Regions from separate parts of the Mus musculus genome. Here region 1 is linked to region 2. The links are chromatin contacts, called in public promoter capture Hi-C maps. All regions are on one chromosome and are shown on one strand. Each heading gives the region's core, a stretch centred on a gene start, on an enhancer-like site or on the middle of the called end of the contact. The rest is flanking DNA. Distances are from core to core; before and after follow the strand shown.

Evidence for each region. Promoter capture Hi-C pulls out the DNA fragments that hold promoters and counts their contacts.
Region 1: a promoter capture Hi-C map of trophoblast stem cells shows a contact between it and region 2, with 6 times the contacts expected there. The contact joins the promoter of Fmod here to the enhancer-like site in region 2. A contact is called at or near these places in 6 of 39 promoter capture datasets (the C10 cell line, the HPC-7 cell line, hippocampal neurons and 3 more) and 4 of 115 datasets of contacts at active chromatin or transcription factors (craniofacial prominence, embryonic hindbrain and embryonic stem cells).

Annotation. Positions count from the first base shown.
Region 1 is chr1:134,035,943-134,039,972 of GRCm38.p6, forward strand. Fmod (fibromodulin) reads left to right here and starts at 1,312. Exons shown (of 3, transcript NM_021355.4): 1 at 1,312-1,640.
Region 2 is chr1:133,430,056-133,434,308 of GRCm38.p6, forward strand. No RefSeq gene overlaps it. Among named protein-coding and RNA genes, the nearest start is that of Sox13, 8.0 kb to the left of the region's middle. Within about 2 kb of position 2,361, at least 8 of the 459 cell types and tissues checked have an H3K27ac peak or open chromatin away from gene starts, as enhancers often do.

The DNA of each region.
Region 1 (4,030 bases), core at 62-2,561, 600 kb after region 2:
GTATGTGAGTACACTGTCACTATCTTCAGACACACCAGAAGAGGTCATCAGATCCCATTATAGATGGTCATGAGCCTCCATGTGGTTGCTGGGAATTGAACTCAGGACCTCTGGGAGAGCACACATGTTCTCTTAACTGCTGGGCCATCTCTCCAGCCCCTATAAAGCAGAGCCTTTAGAGTAGGGGGACACGCCCCTTCCTGGCAGCCTTGCACTAACAACAACTTGACCCAAAGTCCCATCTGCCCAGACACTTCTAAACTTTCCAAACTCAGACATTCTGAGAGTTTAACCTCTTTGTATTTCTTTAAATTAAAGGGTGCTTCTTGAGTGTGGCTATGAGCCAGAATTTGAGGAAAGAGTTAAGAGCTCATCTAAGCTAACTAGACTCAATGTAAGCCACAGTCTCGTGGTTCTCAAGGGCTTTCCCCCTTGTCCCTCAATTCCAAATTCAGTTTCAGACGCAGTGGCCTGTCTGCCTCTTCACTGGAACTTCTAAATGGCATCTATCCTTACATACCCAAAGTATAACTTAGATTTTTCCAGTCTTCTGTCTCTTTCCACATTGTGTAGTGGTGCTATTGTCCACCTAAGGGCTGAATTAAAATCCAGACAGTCCTGTTTGACTTTCTCCAGCTCAGCAGGTAAGTGCACTGGCTGCTCTTCTAGAAGACCTAGATTCAACTCCCAGCACCCACATAGCAGCTCACAATCCTCTCTGACTCCAGTTCCAGGAGGTCTGACGCCCTCTTCTGGTGCCGATGGGCACTGCATGCCTATGGTACACAGACAAAACACTCCTCATACACATAAAATAAAATAAAACCTTGTCAGAGGGTAAATCAGATCCAGTGAGCCTCCCTTATCAAACACTGTTTTAAACATTTAAGCTAAAATCTTTTCTGTGCTCTTAAAAGCCCTTCACTGTCTAATGCCATCCCATCCCCCTAGCTTCGTCTTCCCCTGGCTTAGGTATTCCACATCCGTAAAGGCATAACAGCAATAGTTAGAGTCCCTGATTTTCCATTTGTTCCCGTGGCAGAAAGGTCTCAGTGGTCGCCATGAACTTGAGCCAGCCCAAGCCCTCCTGCAGCCAGCATGCTCTCCCACTCACTAGTCTGACATCTGGCTACAAGGGGTGCTTGAGCCAAGAAAGATAAGTGCAGACTCCCGGAGGGGACCAAGATTGCTGAAAGAGTTAAAAGGTTCTTTCTCCAAACCTTGGCCCTCCCTCTCCTGTGTCTACTTTATGGGTTTAATGAGAAACCCAGGCACCGCACAAGAGACTGCAGAAATAACTTCTGGGGCATCGCTAACTTATTCAGCAGCAAGAGACTTCAGGCTGCCAATGCTCCAGGGAAGATAACCCAGTGGAAAGAAGGTGGTTTTTACAGCCTGGGTCGGACGGAATTTTGCAGAGCTGAGTGTGAGCTCCGCCCCTTACAGGACTGAAAAAGCCAGCTTAGGCTCCTCAGCCCCTCTTTGAGATATTTGATTAGGAATTTGGGGGCGGGCCCTGGCCTGGCACAGACTTGCACACTCTCCGTAGGCGCTCACTCCTCTCTTCCCTCTCTGCCACATTCTCCAACCCAAGGAGACCAGACAGAAGGACGTGGTCACTCTGAACAGTTCAACCCAAGGTAAGTGCAGCCCTATTTCTTTAGGTTTGCTCCCTTGCAATTCTATAAAGAGAAACAAGGGGGAAGGACAAGGCTGGGAGAAGAGTGGGCAGAGATGGGTTATTAATCCCAACTGGTCCATGCCTCCCAGGGATGCTGAAGAGATGCAACGGCAGGGGCTGCATGTTCCCTGTCTCCTACAGCTCCCTGTGGGTATTGGGGGCCTCTCTTTCACTGACATAAAAACATGAAGAAAATTGCAAAGTCTCCTGGTTGCTACCTATGAGTCTCAACATGCTAGGACTTGGGGCACTTTGGAGAATAGTCTCTGGATGTCCCAGAGATCTCTTAGAGAGGGGCATTGTGCCCAAATGTTAGAGGGCAAGCTTTGTGTATGTAACATGTGTTGCTGGAGTTAAGAGGAGAGAATAAAGAATTGATCCAAGGAGTCATGGACGGAGTGGTGGATAGAATATGGTTTTTTAGTTTGACCTCACCTCTGATAGAGTTTCCCCAGACTGAAGAAACAAAATGGTACATTTGTAGCTCCCGAGTCGGGATCTCCAAGTCTGAGAGAATCACTTCTGGAAACTTCACACTGAATAGAGGGTCTCTAGCATGACAAGAAACAGTTTAAGGGTGTGCAGCCCTGAAGTCACATTCTAGATCAGGTGGGGAAAGGACGGGCCTGCACTCCTCCTAAGCCCTTCCAGCAGTCATACTCTGAAGGGAGGCCACTGTGGCTGGGCATGGAGCCCCATGGAAAGCTGAACCTTGAAGAGGAAGGTAGTCCCCTTCTGCCAAAGTGCCTAGTCTGGAAGAGGGACAAAATGGACAGAGGCTTAGTGTGTCAGTCTTCTCTAAAAAGCCACCTTGGTCAGTCCTGCAGCAGCCCAGGGCTGTGCATGGAAAAATGCTCTCTTGGCAATGGGCCGTTCCATCCGTCTTCTCTCCTGGCCCAAATCAGGAACCAGTCAGCATCTTAGGCACTGGGCAGTTGAGTCTGCTCCTCAGAAACACTGGTGCTCTTTGTTCAGGGACTGTGGCTGCCCAGGGATGAGCCAGAGTGCCTGTCCTGAGCCATCCGGGGAGTTGTGGGATGAAAAGTCATAAGGGAACTGTTTCAGGGAACAGAAGGGCATGACAGAGATGCTGCTCAGAAACGGAGTAGTTGGACTGTCATAGCTGGGTCTCTTCTCATCAATTCATAGGACTGTCCTGTCCACAGCTGTCAATCCCAGCACAGCCCGGCGGTGAGAGCACCAGGAAAGATTCTAAATATTCTGTCTTAATAGTTGTGACCTGGGAGGTCCCCCTCTTCCCGGGGACTATGCAGTGCTCTGGCCATAGCAACCAGGTCAAACACGACACCCCTGGCTCCCCACCATCTATCTACACCTGCAGGTTCCCTCCTGGAGGCCCCAGCATGCCTTGCTTGTCTTGCTAGCAAGCTCTAATGCAACAGACTCCTCAGCAGCGTGGGTGCTAACTGAGCCTGGAAAGCCAAGTGACATCACTTGAAGGAGGTAGCTTAGAAGAGAAGAAGGTACACCTCGTATGTGGTGCATGCCTTTAACTCCAGCGCTCAAGAGGCAAAGACAGGTGGAGCTCTGGGAGTTCGAAGCCAGCCTGGTCTATTTAGTGAGTTCCAGGAGAGCCAAAGCTGTGTAGGGAGACCCTGTCTCAAAAAGGAGGAGTAAATGCCCCTTCTGGATTCCCTCCATCCCTTCCATTTCTATTCCAGTTCTCAGTGTCCCTAATTCATTTCAATCGCCTCTCACATGGCTCCTGCCATCCCCATGGTGGGTGAGAGGAGGGTGAAGTCCTTCAGTCTTCAGGACCACAGAAGAGAGACGCAGACCAGGCCAGACACAGTACAGTCAGCCCAGAAGACAATCATTAGAGCCATACTGGGTTCCCAGTCTGGAAAGACTGAAGTCTGGCTACACACTCAGCCACAAGCTGCTAACCAGTGCATTTTTCTCGCCCAGAAGACTCACAGGCCATGGTCCTCTGGAGAATAGCCCAGACCTTGTGGTGGCCACAGGGGAGCCACACCCTCCCACACACTCAGGACCACAAATCCCCAGGCTGCCCATGAGACCCAAAGGATCTTCAAGAAGTAGCTCAACTATTCCCTTTGGAAGTCCCAGTCCTTTCTGGAGGCTTCCTGGACACAGGAAGAACCAGGAGACTCTTGTCCTTGGACTTGCAGAAAAAAAAATTCCCTGCAAGTCCAAACTAGAGGGGAGTTCAGACCTAAAAGTATCCCAATTGGGGGGGGGGGGCAGACAGACAGAGAGATAGGCTGCAAGGCTCTCAGTTTCAACAACAGAACCTCAGGGTGCTGGAGGATGCTAAGGACCTGCCCTTCCCCAAACTACAGCCCACGCCTCTCAGGTTCTTCTCTA
Region 2 (4,253 bases), core at 1,111-3,610:
TGCTCATGGTCCATCCTTATGGTTTACCTTCATGGCCCGTCCTTATGGTTCACCTTCATGGTGCATCCTGCCTCATGGTGAACTCCTTCTTTTCTCCTGTCCTTCTTTCTCCACATGGTCCCTACCTGAGATCCTGTCACTTGATCTGAAGTTTTGCCTTCTGTCTCCCCTGCCCAGGCCCAGGCTCGAACTTTTTATTTACCAGTCAGAGATTATTGGGGTGCACATTGGTCAGTACAATGCCAATGTCCAGACTGCAACCTGATCTTGGGGCACAGAACTCAGCATCTTAATACACAGTGCACAAGACATCCCTAGAGGTTGCCCACAGTGGGCACTTACTTTGTTTCTGGTTTGTTTTTGTCTTTTCCTGCTCCCCTTCAAACTGTAAGCTCTGTGAAGGAGGATCTCATCTGCCCTCTGTGTCATTTAATTTCTAGAGTCTACAGTAGATGCTCAAAGAAATAATCCAAGGGGGTCGAAGAGATGGGTCAGTGGTTAAGAGCAGTAGCTACTCTTGCAGAAAACCTGGATTTCATTCCCAGCATCCACATGGTGGTTCACAACTATCTACAACTCAAGCTCCAAGAGATCTGGCACTTTTGCAGTGTATGTATTTTATGTGTGTCAGTATATATATAAAATAAATAAAGTTTTAAAACAAATAAGTACCCAATCTGGAAAGATGCCTTAACAGTTAAAAGTACTTACTGTTCTTGCCAGGAGAACAGTATTCAGACTCACATCCAGTGGCTGCAAGAGATCTGTTATCCTCTTCTGTCCTCTGTGGGCACCTGCATATGCACACATAAATAAAACAGAACAACTCTTTTAAAAAATAATAATTACTCAAGGGTTGATTTAAGTTGGCATCAGGGAGCACCTCTCTGCTGTGGTTTAGGTTTTTTTGTTTGTTTGGTTTTGTTTTTGTTTTGCTCATTTGGTTTAGAATTCTGAGACAATGTGTCTTACTATAGTTTAGATTGGTCTGTAACTTACTGTGTAGCCCTGGTTAGTCTCACACTAGAGGCAATCCTTCTGCCTCAGCCTCTCAAGAGTTAGAATTAAAGGTGTGAATCATGCATTAAGCCCTTTTCTAATGTGTTTGTATATTTGGTTTATTTAGTTTTGTTTTTGAAACAGGGTTTCTTATGGCTCAGACTGGCCTCAAATTCTCTATGTAGCTAAAAATGGCCTTGAACTCCTGATCTTCCTAAGACGGAGAAGTACAGGGCATGGTTTAATAACCTAGAACTCCATTTGGTTAACAATTCACTTGGTAACCTTGGATCTCCACCTGCGTGTACTATGTACACATGCCCTTTCCTGACAATATATTTAACAACCTGCATTGAGCAGCACTTTGAACATGTCTCTCTGTTCCTGACAACCACTTAGGAGTCTTCTAATGTTAATCTCAAAGATGCAAGGAGAAAGACCACTGACCCAAATCATCATGGCTAAATTAATTAAAACAAGCTTTTTATATGTGTATATGTGCTGTCTCTCCTAAGGTGGGGTTCAGCACTGTGTGTAAGGAAACAAGGTTTTATAGCTCAGAGATAGGGGTTCTAAAAGGGGGATTTGGCAGGCAAAATAGGTGGGGTTACAGTATCAGAACAACAGGGTGGTCACAACAAGGTAGTCATAACAACAGGTGACTATAATAACTTCTTGAAACAAAGGTAGATGCTCATAACAACCTTTTGAAACAAAGTCATGGTTGCCGTGTCCTGGAACAGGCAGTACAGAGTCATTTGTAGTTAAGGTTATAGGTGGGGCATAACCCAATTCTTGAGAAACATCTTTAATCATAAATAAGAGGGAACCTAGTTTGTCTTTACTATAAGATGGCTTTCAAGCCTAAAATCGAGGCAGGCTGTCTCCTCACTTTAGTATAGTTTCTATTTCAATATATCAGTAGTAAGGGGCTGGCTGATCTGGCCTGAACTGGTTTTAGATGTATGCACAAGGCAAACTGTGAACTTTTAGGGAACTTTTAGGAAGAATCTCCTGTTCTTATTATAATAGCAAAAGATGCATTTTGGCAACAGGCATTTGCTATCAGTCATAAAGAAGTCTACCCAACTATGCTCCTTAACAACTAAGTCTCTCCTTCTCTAAGAGGCCCGTAAAAGAAGCCCTAGGTAGTAACTTCAAGCCATAGAGTGGTCTCTTACTTTGAGTGACTGCCATAGTTTAGCTGTCTGTACTATCTTTTTGCTTTTCAATTGTTTCCTTAATACTTTGCAATCTGTGTTTGCCTTTTTTTTTCCATTCCAGTTTTACTGTATGTGCTGCCAAAGCAAGCACTCAGCTTTATTTCAATCATTTGAATAAGATGCCAAGATACTGGAAACACCCAATCCAGAGCCTACTGACCATTGTGAACACTCCAGCCTCCACCTCCCAAATCCTGGGATTACGGAGTGGACCACCACTCCAATCTCCAATGTGCTTTGCATGCAGCTAGCTCCTAAAATGGTGCAGTTGCACCACCCAGGCATTCAAGGCTCCTGATGGATGTTCTCTTTAACTTCTGAGGTTAGTGATGTCACAAGCCAATAGCTCTGCTGGAAGGCATGAAAGGGTTAAATGCAGAGAAAGTCTGAATGGCTTTTCTTAGTCAGGGGCAGTTTCCTGAGAAAGTGCTGAAACAGAAAGCGAAGGGAGGAGCAGGAAGGGGAGGAAGGATGGGATTTTTGTCTGCTTTTGCCCTGCCGGCTTCCAGCACCTGTCTGGTCCTCTGCTGTCTAAGCTCAGAGGGAGCCACCAAGCAGGTTGGGTTAGATTGGGCAGGCCCACCTAGAGGGGCTTATCTGATGATATCAGGTCTTGTTAATACTGACCAAACAAATACTCTCCTGGAGGTGAGAATTACAGATGCTCTGTTGTCTTGTTTTACAAGGATTGGCACCCCTGCCTCCCTTCCCTTGGGCCTGTGCTGGTGACCTTTTGACCTCAGGAGATCAGGATTTCTTTTTCTTTTCTTTTCTTTTCTTTTCTTTTCTTTTCTTTTCTTTCTTTTTTTCTCTTTTCTTTCTTTCTTTCTTTCTTTCTTTCTTTCTTTCTTTCTTTCTTTCTCTCTTTCTTTCTTTCTTTCTTTTATTTTTTATTTTTCGAGACAGGGTTTCTCTGTATAGCCCTGGCTGTCCTGGAACTCACTTTGTAGACCAGGCTGGCCTTGAACTCAGAAATCTGCCTGCCTCTGCCTCCTAAGTGCTGGGATTAAAGGCATGCTTGCTAAGGGCACCATACCTGTCACATTTCTCCATGCTTCAGACCACGGAAATGCCCCAACTCTCCTTGGGGAGGCATACTGGAAACTTGGAAGCTCCTACCTCCTGTGTGGCCGCTCACAAATAAACTCTTTTTGCAAAACTTGATGTTGCAGTGATTAGTACAGGTATGGTGAGCAAAACAGGCCACATTGAATAAATCAGTACAGGATTTGAACCATATTAATCAGCCCTGGAGTGTTCCTAACACCCACATCCTATCCTGGACCCTAGAAAAACAAACAGCTCTCTGCTTTCCATGTGACAGTCATCTCTGTCTTCCAATGGGACGACCCAACACATACCACCCCCTAACACATTACACACACACACACACACACACACACACACACACACACCACTTCTAAAAAACGTCCACCCTATCCTTCATATCTTAGTCGCTATGAAGCTATGAAGAACTGAGGGTTGGTCATTCTTAGGGCCTGGACTGTGACCTGTACATGTGTTCTCGTTTGTTCTCTCTCTGTCTCTCCCTCTCCCTCTTCCCCCCGCCCCCATCTGCCTCCCACCACCGAAACACAACTCTGTACATTTTTACATCACACTTATTGTTTATGTGTATGTATGTGTTTAATTTTGCCTGCATATGTGTACCCCACGTGGATGCCTGGAGCGCACAGAGGTGTCAGAAAAGGGGGTCAGATTCCCTGGAACTAGTCTTACAAATGTTTGTGAGCATAAGTGTTGGGAATTGAACTTGGGTCCCCTGCAAGAGCCGCAAATGCTCTTAATGAAGGTGCCATCTCTCCAGCCACTTACATCCAAATGTCATGCTGGGGTAACAAGCAGGCTGTATATGTTTTCCTGCCTCCGAGAGGGCACCCAGAAACGCCCACTTGCATGCTGGTCATGGTGGATTGCATTTCTCCTTTCTCCTCTTCCACCTCTTCCTCCCACCTGAGAAGGCGGCTGATCCGAAGGAGGAGGGAGGGGGAGGGGGAGGTAAAAGGCGGG